Linked DNA regions of Mus musculus: all the other regions are linked to region 3. A link is a contact called in public ChIA-PET and HiChIP or PLAC-seq data. All regions are on one chromosome and are shown on one strand. The core of a region is the stretch at or near the end of the contact, and the rest is flanking DNA. Distances in the headings are between cores, read along the strand shown.

Evidence for each region. ChIA-PET counts read pairs in DNA pulled down with a chosen protein or histone mark. HiChIP or PLAC-seq counts read pairs in DNA pulled down with a chosen protein or histone mark.
Region 1: an H3K4me3 HiChIP or PLAC-seq map of embryonic stem cells shows a contact between it and region 3, with 4 times the contacts expected there. The contact joins the promoter of Kcnj8 here to the promoter of St8sia1 in region 3. A contact is called at or near these places in 2 of 39 promoter capture datasets (cranial neural crest and neural stem cells) and 4 of 115 datasets of contacts at active chromatin or transcription factors (astrocytes, effector CD8 T cells, embryonic stem cells and 1 more).
Region 2: an RNA polymerase II ChIA-PET map of memory CD8 T cells shows a contact between it and region 3, with 6 read pairs. The contact joins the enhancer-like site here to the promoter of St8sia1 in region 3. A contact is called at or near these places in 11 of 39 promoter capture datasets (the 3T3-L1 cell line, cranial neural crest, embryonic stem cells and 6 more), 26 of 484 Hi-C or Micro-C datasets (Sertoli cells, Th1 cells, cardiomyocytes and 13 more), 6 of 115 datasets of contacts at active chromatin or transcription factors (astrocytes, embryonic forebrain, forebrain and 3 more) and 1 of 9 other capture datasets (embryonic stem cells).

What each region holds. Positions count from the first base shown.
Region 1 is chr6:142,570,083-142,573,044 of GRCm38.p6, reverse strand. Kcnj8 (potassium inwardly-rectifying channel, subfamily J, member 8) reads left to right here and starts at 1,431. Exons shown (of 3, transcript NM_008428.5): 1 at 1,431-1,861; 2 at 2,592-2,962. The coding sequence starts at 2,666.
Region 2 is chr6:142,537,138-142,540,254 of GRCm38.p6, reverse strand. No RefSeq gene overlaps it. Among named protein-coding and RNA genes, the nearest start is that of Gm38920, 6.0 kb to the left of the region's middle. Within about 2 kb of position 1,529, at least 38 of the 459 cell types and tissues checked have an H3K27ac peak or open chromatin away from gene starts, as enhancers often do. A contact at or near this core is called in Th1 cells, liver, memory CD8 T cells and 1 more, where this site is marked.
Region 3 is chr6:142,963,170-142,966,246 of GRCm38.p6, reverse strand. It overlaps St8sia1 (ST8 alpha-N-acetyl-neuraminide alpha-2,8-sialyltransferase 1), which reads left to right and starts at 1,795. Exons shown (of 5, transcript NM_011374.2): 1 at 1,795-2,711. The coding sequence starts at 2,479.

The DNA.
Region 1 (2,962 bases), core at 182-2,681, 390 kb after region 3:
CCAGCACTCACGAGGTTGAGTCAGGAGGACTGCCTTGAATGTGAATCGTGTCTGGGCTACATAGTAAACTATCAGTCTGCCTGGGTTTCATAACAACTTCCTGTTTCAAAGGACAGCAATGAAATCACATAAGCACAGAGGAGTAGCCGTGTAGTTCAGTTGGTAGAGTGGTTGTCTATGCACAAGGTCTTAAACAAAACAAAACAAACCCCAGACATGATGGCACACACCTACGATCCCAGCACAAGGAAGATAGGCAGGAGGATTAGAAGTTCAGGGTCACCATAGGCTACACAGCAAGTTCGAGGCCAACTCAGAATATGTGAAACCCTGTCTTCTGAAAAAAAAAAAAAAAAGAGTTTAATGTTTTTGGTGTTAAATTAGTAGACAGTAAATTGCACAGCAAGGTGCACTTCAAACTGTATTTCAGTGGCAGAACTCACAGCACAAATGTTGTCTGCATGGCTGCTATGAGGCTACAACATGAATTACTGCAGAAAACAAAGGAAACAAAAAGAATCTCACTGACAGGACAGGCCCTCCAGAATGCAAGGGGTTAAGCAGATCTACCCACAGTGGAAAAAGGGAAGGGGGGCTCTTCATTTTCCTTCATTAAAGACTAATTTTAGGTCTTTCTAGTAAATTAACATGCTGTTTATACTTCGGATACTCCCGACCCTCAAGTCTTGGAAAACATAAAATTTCCAAGAATTAAAGTTTCCATTAATACAAACGCCAAAAGCAGGATGACCGGCGGGGGGGAAAAAAAGCACATTTGTTCCCCCACCCCCACCCCCGCTCCTTCTCAAAAGCTATAGAAAGACATTTACTGTATAATCTTTCTTGTGCGCAAGTGAGCAGTCTTATCATTCTTACGATCTAGACTGGAGGGAGAGGCCTGCGGCCAAGAGTCAAAACGGAGCCGCGACTGCGCCTGCCTGCCCCGAAGGCAGGTGTGGTGCTGGACTTTGCTTAGCCGTCCTGCTGGGTGTAAATTTTCTTTATTGGAAGAGACTGTTGATGGTGTTTTTGTTGTTAGTCTCTATCTTTGTTTCCCTTTTTGTTTCTTTTGTGTGACTTTAAGTGCCTGAAAACTGGTCTTAGTTGGTGAAATCGGTTTTTTTTCCGAAAGGATTTCAGCCCTCCCACCCCTCTATATTCTAACACGAATAGATTTACAAGTTCAGGGCAGGGACCCCACCCTCACCCCACGCTCACCCCACAATCACCCCACCCAAAACACCTACACTCTCTCTATCTGGTTTTATTTCATCTGAAGTAACCCAGTGATACCCCCCCCCCGCAAGTTACACTTTAAAAAATAATAAATTAAAATCTCTTTGCGTCAGTGAACTTGGGCTCAGAAAGTTCTCTGAGCAGCGAGCCTTTTAAAGATGTGTGTGCCGGTCTGGCAGCAGAATCCGGGCTACTGGGAACCGAGCTGGCTCGGCTGGTGCCTCCTCCCCCGGTGGTCCCTCCCTTCTGGCCGGCTCCCTGCCTCCCCGGCTCCCCCGACTGGCCTCCGCCTCCACTTTCCCCGGCTCGCTCGGAGGTCTGGCCCCAGCTAGGCGGCTGAGGAGCTGGCGGAGCATGGCCACTAGCACCTCTATCCCCAGCTCCTACCCCGCCCTCCCCGTGGCCCGGCAGCAGGAGGGGGGAAGCCAAACCCAACCCTCATCTTCCAGCCCTCCTCCCCGCGTGCACTATGGATCGCACCTTCTAGAGTCTTAACTCAGTTCTGGAGGACCAACATCCCCCGGATCTGCACTTCGGGAGGTCTCTGCTCCCGGGATGCGAGAGCCTGGGACCAGCCCGCCCTGTGCGGAGCTCAAGCCGCAGCCGGGAGCGCAAACCCGAGTCTGTAAGTTGCATCGCGCCTCCCGGGGAGAGGAGGGGAAGCCGGCTATAGCGCAGCCCAAAGCCAAACAGTCAAGGTGTACCCAGATTGGCTCGAGCTGTGCAAATCCACTGCAGACCTCAGCAGTGTCTCTAATCCCCGCGTCGCAAATTACTTTCCAGCATATAGTATGATATAGGTTCAGAGGGAGGGGCGGGGAGTCTGGCTGCCTTTTAAAACGCATCTCGTAAATCCTTCCAATTTAATATCAATCATTTTCAAGTTCGAAAACGCAATGTTTGGTATCTTTTAATTACAGTTAATATTTTCTTAATGAACAGGAAGCAGTTTTCTTCGCTGCTACTAAAAGAATCCCTCCATCTTTCCTTTTAACCTTGCTACTTTATCTAAATAGTTTAGCAAGTAGATAGTGAACCCACTTGGCCTTTAATTTTCGTCCTCAGGCTTGCCTGACTAATCCCGAGACACAAAAGAATATACAGAAAATGCTTAAAGATTTGCTTATAGCGGTTATTTCCAAGAGTGAGCAGGGAGGAGAGAGAGAGAGGGGGGGGGGGATTCCTCCGGTTCTGATCAAAAGTTTTCTCTGGGATCCCAGACCTCAGACACAAAGTGGGTTCTCTTTTGTATTGATCACATCTTTAATTTAATATGTGTGTAAAACAGCATCCCTTTGTACAGATACCTGAGACGAGGAAATGAAGTTGACAGTTTTTAATAAGCGTTTCTCTAGTCTAGGAGGACGCGTGTGGAGGAAAGGAGCCACAGGTTCAGGCAGGTGCATAGGCGGGCTATGGTGAAAGGAAGATGTTGGCCAGGAAGAGCATCATCCCGGAGGAGTATGTGCTGGCGCGCATCGCAGCGGAGAACCTGCGCAAACCGCGCATCCGCGACCGTCTCCCCAAAGCCCGCTTCATCGCCAAGAGCGGAGCCTGCAACCTGGCACACAAGAACATCCGAGAGCAAGGTCGCTTCCTGCAGGACATCTTCACCACCTTGGTAGACCTGAAGTGGCGTCACACGCTGGTCATCTTCACCATGTCCTTCCTCTGCAGCTGGCTGCTCTTCGCTATCATGTGGTGGCTGGTGGCCTTCGCCCACGGG
Region 2 (3,117 bases), core at 280-2,779, 430 kb after region 3:
TGTAACCTTTCAAATCCCACATAAACAGTATGAGGAAAGCTGTCAAAATCATGTAGTATAAGCAACGCTTGTATTTTTACACATTGTTTTTAATTCTTCTAGGAATATCACTGACTGGTAAGCCCACAGACGACCCCAACTCCAGTGACTAGTGATGACGGATAATGACAACAACTTACTGAAGGCATACTAACACTCAGTGTGGGCAGAGAATGGGTGTTATCTCAACAACCCTAAAAGAGGATTCACAGGGCCAAAGGGGAAAACTATACAGCCCATTGTCTTCTTTCCTTCTCTGAAGATACTAATGACAACCCTCACACAAGGCAAGAGTCAACTCAGCGTTGATGCAGGCATGTGTCAATGACTTCATTGTTTCAAACCCATGGCAGTCCTTCTGCCTCAGCTTCTCCTGGGCTGGGATTGCAGGAATACCACACCCTGCGCATGCAATGACTTTATGAAAGGAGTAGACACTGACTAGTTAGTCCATGCCAGGCAGGTTGCTTGTTAGCTGTAACCTCTTAAATGTAGACAGTCTCAATCCATCACAGTTTGACTACAGTTTCTCAGCTTTACAGTGTCATGAGAGCTATACAGAGCCAGTTGAAACCATGCTCCAATTTTTGAATAATGAACATTCAACCAACCAGCAATAGGCAGTGTCTTAAAGTTTTACTGATGTGAACAGATATCATGACCAAGGCAACTCTTATAAAGGACAACATTTAATTGGGTCTGGCTTACAAGTTCAGAGGTTCAGTCCATTATCTTCATGGCAACAGCATGGCAGCATCCAGGCCGGCATGGTGGAGCTGAGAGTTCTTCTTCATCTGAAGGCTGCTAGTGGAAGACTGACTTCCAGGCAGCTAGGGTGAGGGTCTTAAGCTCACACCCACAGTGACACACCAACTCTAACAAGGCCATACCTCTAATGGTGCCAGTCCCTGGCCCAAGCATATACAAACTATCACACAGAGCTATACACTCAAGCAATCTGGGCACCCACAGAGGCTCCTAGCGAGTCATGCCATTATAAGGAGGAACAAGCATGACTTTATACAGCCAACTATACTGGGAAGGTAGAATATTTACCAAGTTAAGTGGTTATATGGTTGTTTGCTTATATTTTCAACTTACAGCTGAGGAGCAGTTTTCTATGCATGTATCTACCTGTGGATGGAAAACAAATTATATACTGCATGCTATTGATGAACAAATGAAAAAAATGCAAAAGTACTATAATAAAAGAGCTTCTCACGAGCGTCCGTGAGGAAGATAAAAAGTGTTTTCTGTGGAGGAATTGTGTTTATTAAAGGCGTTCTGCCAAGGGTGTTTGTATTCTGCCAATTATTGAAATGTACACATTTTGACCTCGTTTTAGCACTGAGTAGGCTGAGGCTAAGGACGAGGCGCTGGCACAGAGCCCCGTGGCCGCGAATGAACTGGAGAAGCCTCACACTCTCCTGTTACCGACTCTCTTCTCACAACGCTGTCCCCACTTCCGCCTGTCTTCCCGCAGCTGTTTTGGTTATTGTTCTCGGCGATGCTGCTGTCATTTCCTGTTCACACTCAGACAGGATACTTTCAGGATGGTGCCTTCCAGCCAGGACCAACTCATCATCCTCCCTCAGCTCTCACCAAACGGCATAGGGAAGGCCGATGGCGGCATGCAGCCCTCAAACTTGGATGACCCGGAAATCATCTGGGAGCCTTGAGAACATTCCCACACTGGGCTCCCACCTGCTGACGCTCGCTCCATGCGTGCTGGAAACTGGGAATCCGTGCGTGTCAAGGCTCTCCGGGTGATGGTCATACACAGCAGAGAACTGGAACTGCTCTTCTGTGTGTTGTTTAGGCCTCTCTTGGGATCTCCAATGCTCTTTGTCCCGGCCATCAGACTGAATGATTGACTATCCCTGTTTCTTCCAAATAGCTGAGATGCCTCTAGCTGTCCATGAAGGTGTTAGCTTTGGTCATGCTACAAAAAATTACTGCAGAAATTCTTGAGACTGTCAGCGTTCAAGTGCCCAATTCCTCCACCACCCAGTCCTTTCATTTCTGCCTCCTTTGCACTGTGAATGCCTTTCACTTCATCTAAGGTGGCTCTTGGTTGGTCATATTTCTGTTTTTTTCCCTGTAACCCCACAATCTCCCAACTTGTTCAAGTTTATCGATTTCTAGTTACCATGTTATATATTTCCAGATCACTGTCTCTGTCACTAACAATTATTCAACTGTCTTAAACCTTTGGTTCTCTTATCTCTTCTTCATGGTACTTGACCCCCAGCTTTCTTCCCTACTTTAGATTCTTGTATTTATTGATAGAGTTGCTTATGTTCAGTATAATCGTTCTTAACTCTCTTCCCCACCCCCACATCCTCTGGAAACTCCAAACTTAGTTAGCTATACTATTCATGGTCATGGTCACTGGGCTCGTTGTTACGATTCTTGGCCTCTACTGGGCCACAGGTGCTTCCAGGAAATGCATTTGCAGTTCTAGTCTCTCACTCTGAGGTGATGACCTGGACTTCTGCTCTTCTGAGAAGATAATGGGTTTGGAGAGAACCTTCAAGAGTCTGCCATAATTTATTAGAGTTTTCCTCCATTCTCGTGAACTTGATTTCCCCTTCCGTTCTGTGTAGGATCTTCTTACACTTACCCGGGCTACTCGTTCCCTGGCACCTCTCACTTGCTTAAGGTAGCACCTGCCTCCCAAGAGATCGTTCCAATCAGTATACAAACATGCTGGTCCCGGGGCAGATCCTCCTTAAGGAAAAAACTTTCTGTAGGTCTTCCCTCTGGCTCTACCCAGTGTCCCTTCCTGTCTCTGCTGAAACACACTCCCGAGTTGTCTATTGTCCTTTTTCTCTACTCATAGTTATGTCTGTGCATCATGTGCATATGACCTCTGCTGTCCAAGAAGGCGGGAAAAGGACACTGGATCCCCTAAAATTGGAGTTACAGACATTCCTGAGCCGCCAGGTGGGTGCTAGAAGCTATAATCCAGATCCTCTGAAAGAGAATCCAGTGCTCTTAACTGCTGTTCCGTCTCATCTCACACTGCTGCTGTTGCTGTTGCTGTTGCTGCTGCTGCTGCTGCTGCTGCTGCTGCTG
Region 3 (3,077 bases), core at 546-3,045:
GTAGCGCAGTACTACAGTGTGTTACATTGTAATGCAGTACTAAATGGGAAAGGTTTTCATGGGTCCTCATGATCCCTGTATGATCTTTTGCTTGTAGGTTTATTTCGTTTACTGTAAATTCAGCTATATGGAGACCTGGAGGAAGAGAAATTGGGATCATTTGTGCTTTGTTTAAGTTATAGGGAGGAAAAGTGATTGATGATGTGTCTACAGCCCTCAAAGATGGCAAATGTCCCCATCTTGCCTTCCTAGAACAGAGGAAGTTTGGGGTGAGAGGGATCTTCATTTTATTTTAACATTTATTATATTTTAAAATTATGTGCCTGTAATGGTGTGGAGGTTTGTATATGTATGTGCAGGTGCCTTCAGAAGACCTCCCCTCCCCCTCCCCAGTCAGATATGTAATTGTGAGCTGCCTGCCCGCAGTGAGTGCTAGGAACTGAATACAGGTCCTCTAAAAGAGCAGCAAGCTTCTAACAGCGGCAAGAGCAGTCTTTTTTTTTTTTTTTTTTTTTTGGTTTTTCGAGACAGGGTTTCTCTGTGTAGCCCTGGCTGTCCTGGAACTCACTTTGTAGACCAGGCTGGCCTCGAACTCAGAGATCCGCCTGCCTCTGCCTCCCAAGTGCTGGGATTAAAGGCGTGCGCCACCACGCCCGGCGGTAAGAGCAGTCTTTATTTGCTTCTATCAGCGGCAAGGGCAGTCTTTATTTTAACTAACGGTATTTGGTTCCACTGGGGAGCATTGAGCAGTCTTCCTAAGAAAAGCATTGCAATGCTGGTAGAGGTTGGTTGGCACCAAAGTCTCAAGTTTCACCTCTCCCTACTGAAGGTGCTAAAAAAGACTGCAGGGCACAAACTAGTCACTGTGGGCCGTCTGGAGTGCTGCTCTTGGCTGAACAAATGGAACTGTGGCCTGAGATTTCAGTCCTGTGACGACTAAGCTAGCTGGTTTTGGAGGCTGCAGACTTTCTTCTTTGTCCTTGCACAGGATGCTTAAGCAAATAGAAGAGACTGCCGCTAGGAGGTACCCGAGCCTTTTCCGACTTCTGCTAGGGCGAGCAGAAATGGCTTACTGTGAGTCTCTCCTCTAGGCGGGTCCAGGCGGGTTGCACGTTTCCAAGGTCGTGGTTGTGATAAGCTTGCCTTTGCAGCCTTTTAAGAATAAACAGCTTTTTAGTCTACAGAGGCGTTATCTCCTCCAAGGTCTGCGGGAGAACACCAGCCACAAGCATATGAGGATGCCCCTCTGTTCTCGGAAGGGTGGAGGCAAGGTGGTGGATCCCAGTGTGCATGCATCTCCCCTTGTGCCCAGTAGCAGCAGTGTGTGTGTGTGTGTGTGTGTGTGTGTGTGTGTGTGTATGTGTGTGTGTGTGTTCGCGCGCGCGGACGTGTATGTGCGTGCCTGAGCGTGTGAGCTCGCGCCCGCGCGTGCACGCAAGTGCGTGCATGGAATCGTAGCTCAGCACGGGCTGATCTGATTAAGGGAGCCGAGGAAGGAATAAATATTCGCCAGCCTCCTCACTGCTCAGTTATAACCAATCAATTGCAGAAAGGAGAGGGAGACAGCAGCCTGGGCACAAGGTGTGCGGGTCCCCAATCTGTGCATACTCCGGGATAGACATATGCGCGTGTGCATGCACGCACCAGAGGGGCTGCTGCTCTTATTGTCTGCCTCCCTCTGCAGAGAACAAGGGCAGCGGCGAGGGGCCTGCACCCTGGGCTAGCGTCGCGGCCCCAAGCAGGTCACGGGAGGCAATTTCGCGGGTGGGGGAGGGCGGGGGAGACCTTGATTTCCACCAATCCCGGGGCGCGTGTCTGCGGAGTCCAGGGCGCAGCAGAAGGCTGCGGCGCACCGCTGAATGAACTGATGAGAGAGAGTTCTAGGTTTGCCCGTGAGGGGCGCGGAGTGAGGGTCCTGGCGGGCGCGGCCGAGGCGCCGGGGGTGGGGTAGCGGTCCCGGGCCATCGTGGAAATTTCCAAGGACTTGGTGTGGCGCGGAGAGCGCATCTGGGGGGTGCCGGGCACCGCGGCGGCGCAGGAGGCGGGGAAAGGGCGGTGCAGGGCGCAGGAGCATCTCTTTCTGGAAGGGACACAACCCATCAGACGTCCGGGAGCCAGCCGCGCCTCTTCCAGGACCCCAGCCGAGGGCGACGGTGATGCTGCAGTAAGGGCGGGAGCCACCGGCCCCACTGCTCTTAGACTCCTTCATCGCCCGCTGCCTGCAGGGAAAGAGACTAAGGCTTGTGATTTGCCCGGAGGCCACTTCCTTTAGCAAGACATCCCAGTAAAAGTTGCATTGGCGAAGATCCTTGTAGCTGACCTCTGGGGCCGTGGCGTGGGGGTTCCCCAGCCGTGCGTTTGCGAGCTGGAAAGCCAAAGGTGTGTGTGCATGGGGGGCCGGCCACTGGAGCATCCTTCACTGCCACTTTGTCCAGCGTTGTGCTGAGGGTACACTGACCCTGGGACATCGAGGCTGCGATGAGCCCCTGCGGGCGGGCCCTACATACGTCCAGAGGGGCCATGGCCATGCTAGCTCGGAAATTCCCGCGTACCCGGCTACCCGTAGGAGCCAGTGCCCTCTGTGTGGTGGTCCTCTGTTGGCTCTACATCTTCCCTGTCTACCGGCTGCCCAACGAGAAGGAGATTGTGCAAGGGGTGCTGGCACAGCGGACGGCTTGGAGGACGAACCAGACGTCAGCCAGTCTCTTCAGGTACCTACTGCTGGCCGTTGCTCCCCTCCAGCATCCCTTCCTGCTAGTGTGCAGAAGACAGGGTCGCTTGTGAGGCTTCTCTGTCCTGTGCCCTCTGTGCCGTGCCCAACCTAGAGACTTAAGTCAGGGTCTCTGTCCCATCCCTCATCCCAAGAGACGTTTCAAGGTACCTTTGCAAAATCAAGGATTTTTTTGGTCTGTCCCTAGTCTGTGTTGTATTTGCAATTGACCCATCTCTGTGGGAAGGGAGACCCAGAACAACTTAGAGACTGTTACTTTCAGAGAATTTATTTTTTAGCCTCCGTAGATGTTTGGTGCTAAAGAGAAGTAAGCTAGAAGTAGGTTAAGAAGCGTTCCGGGGCAGTT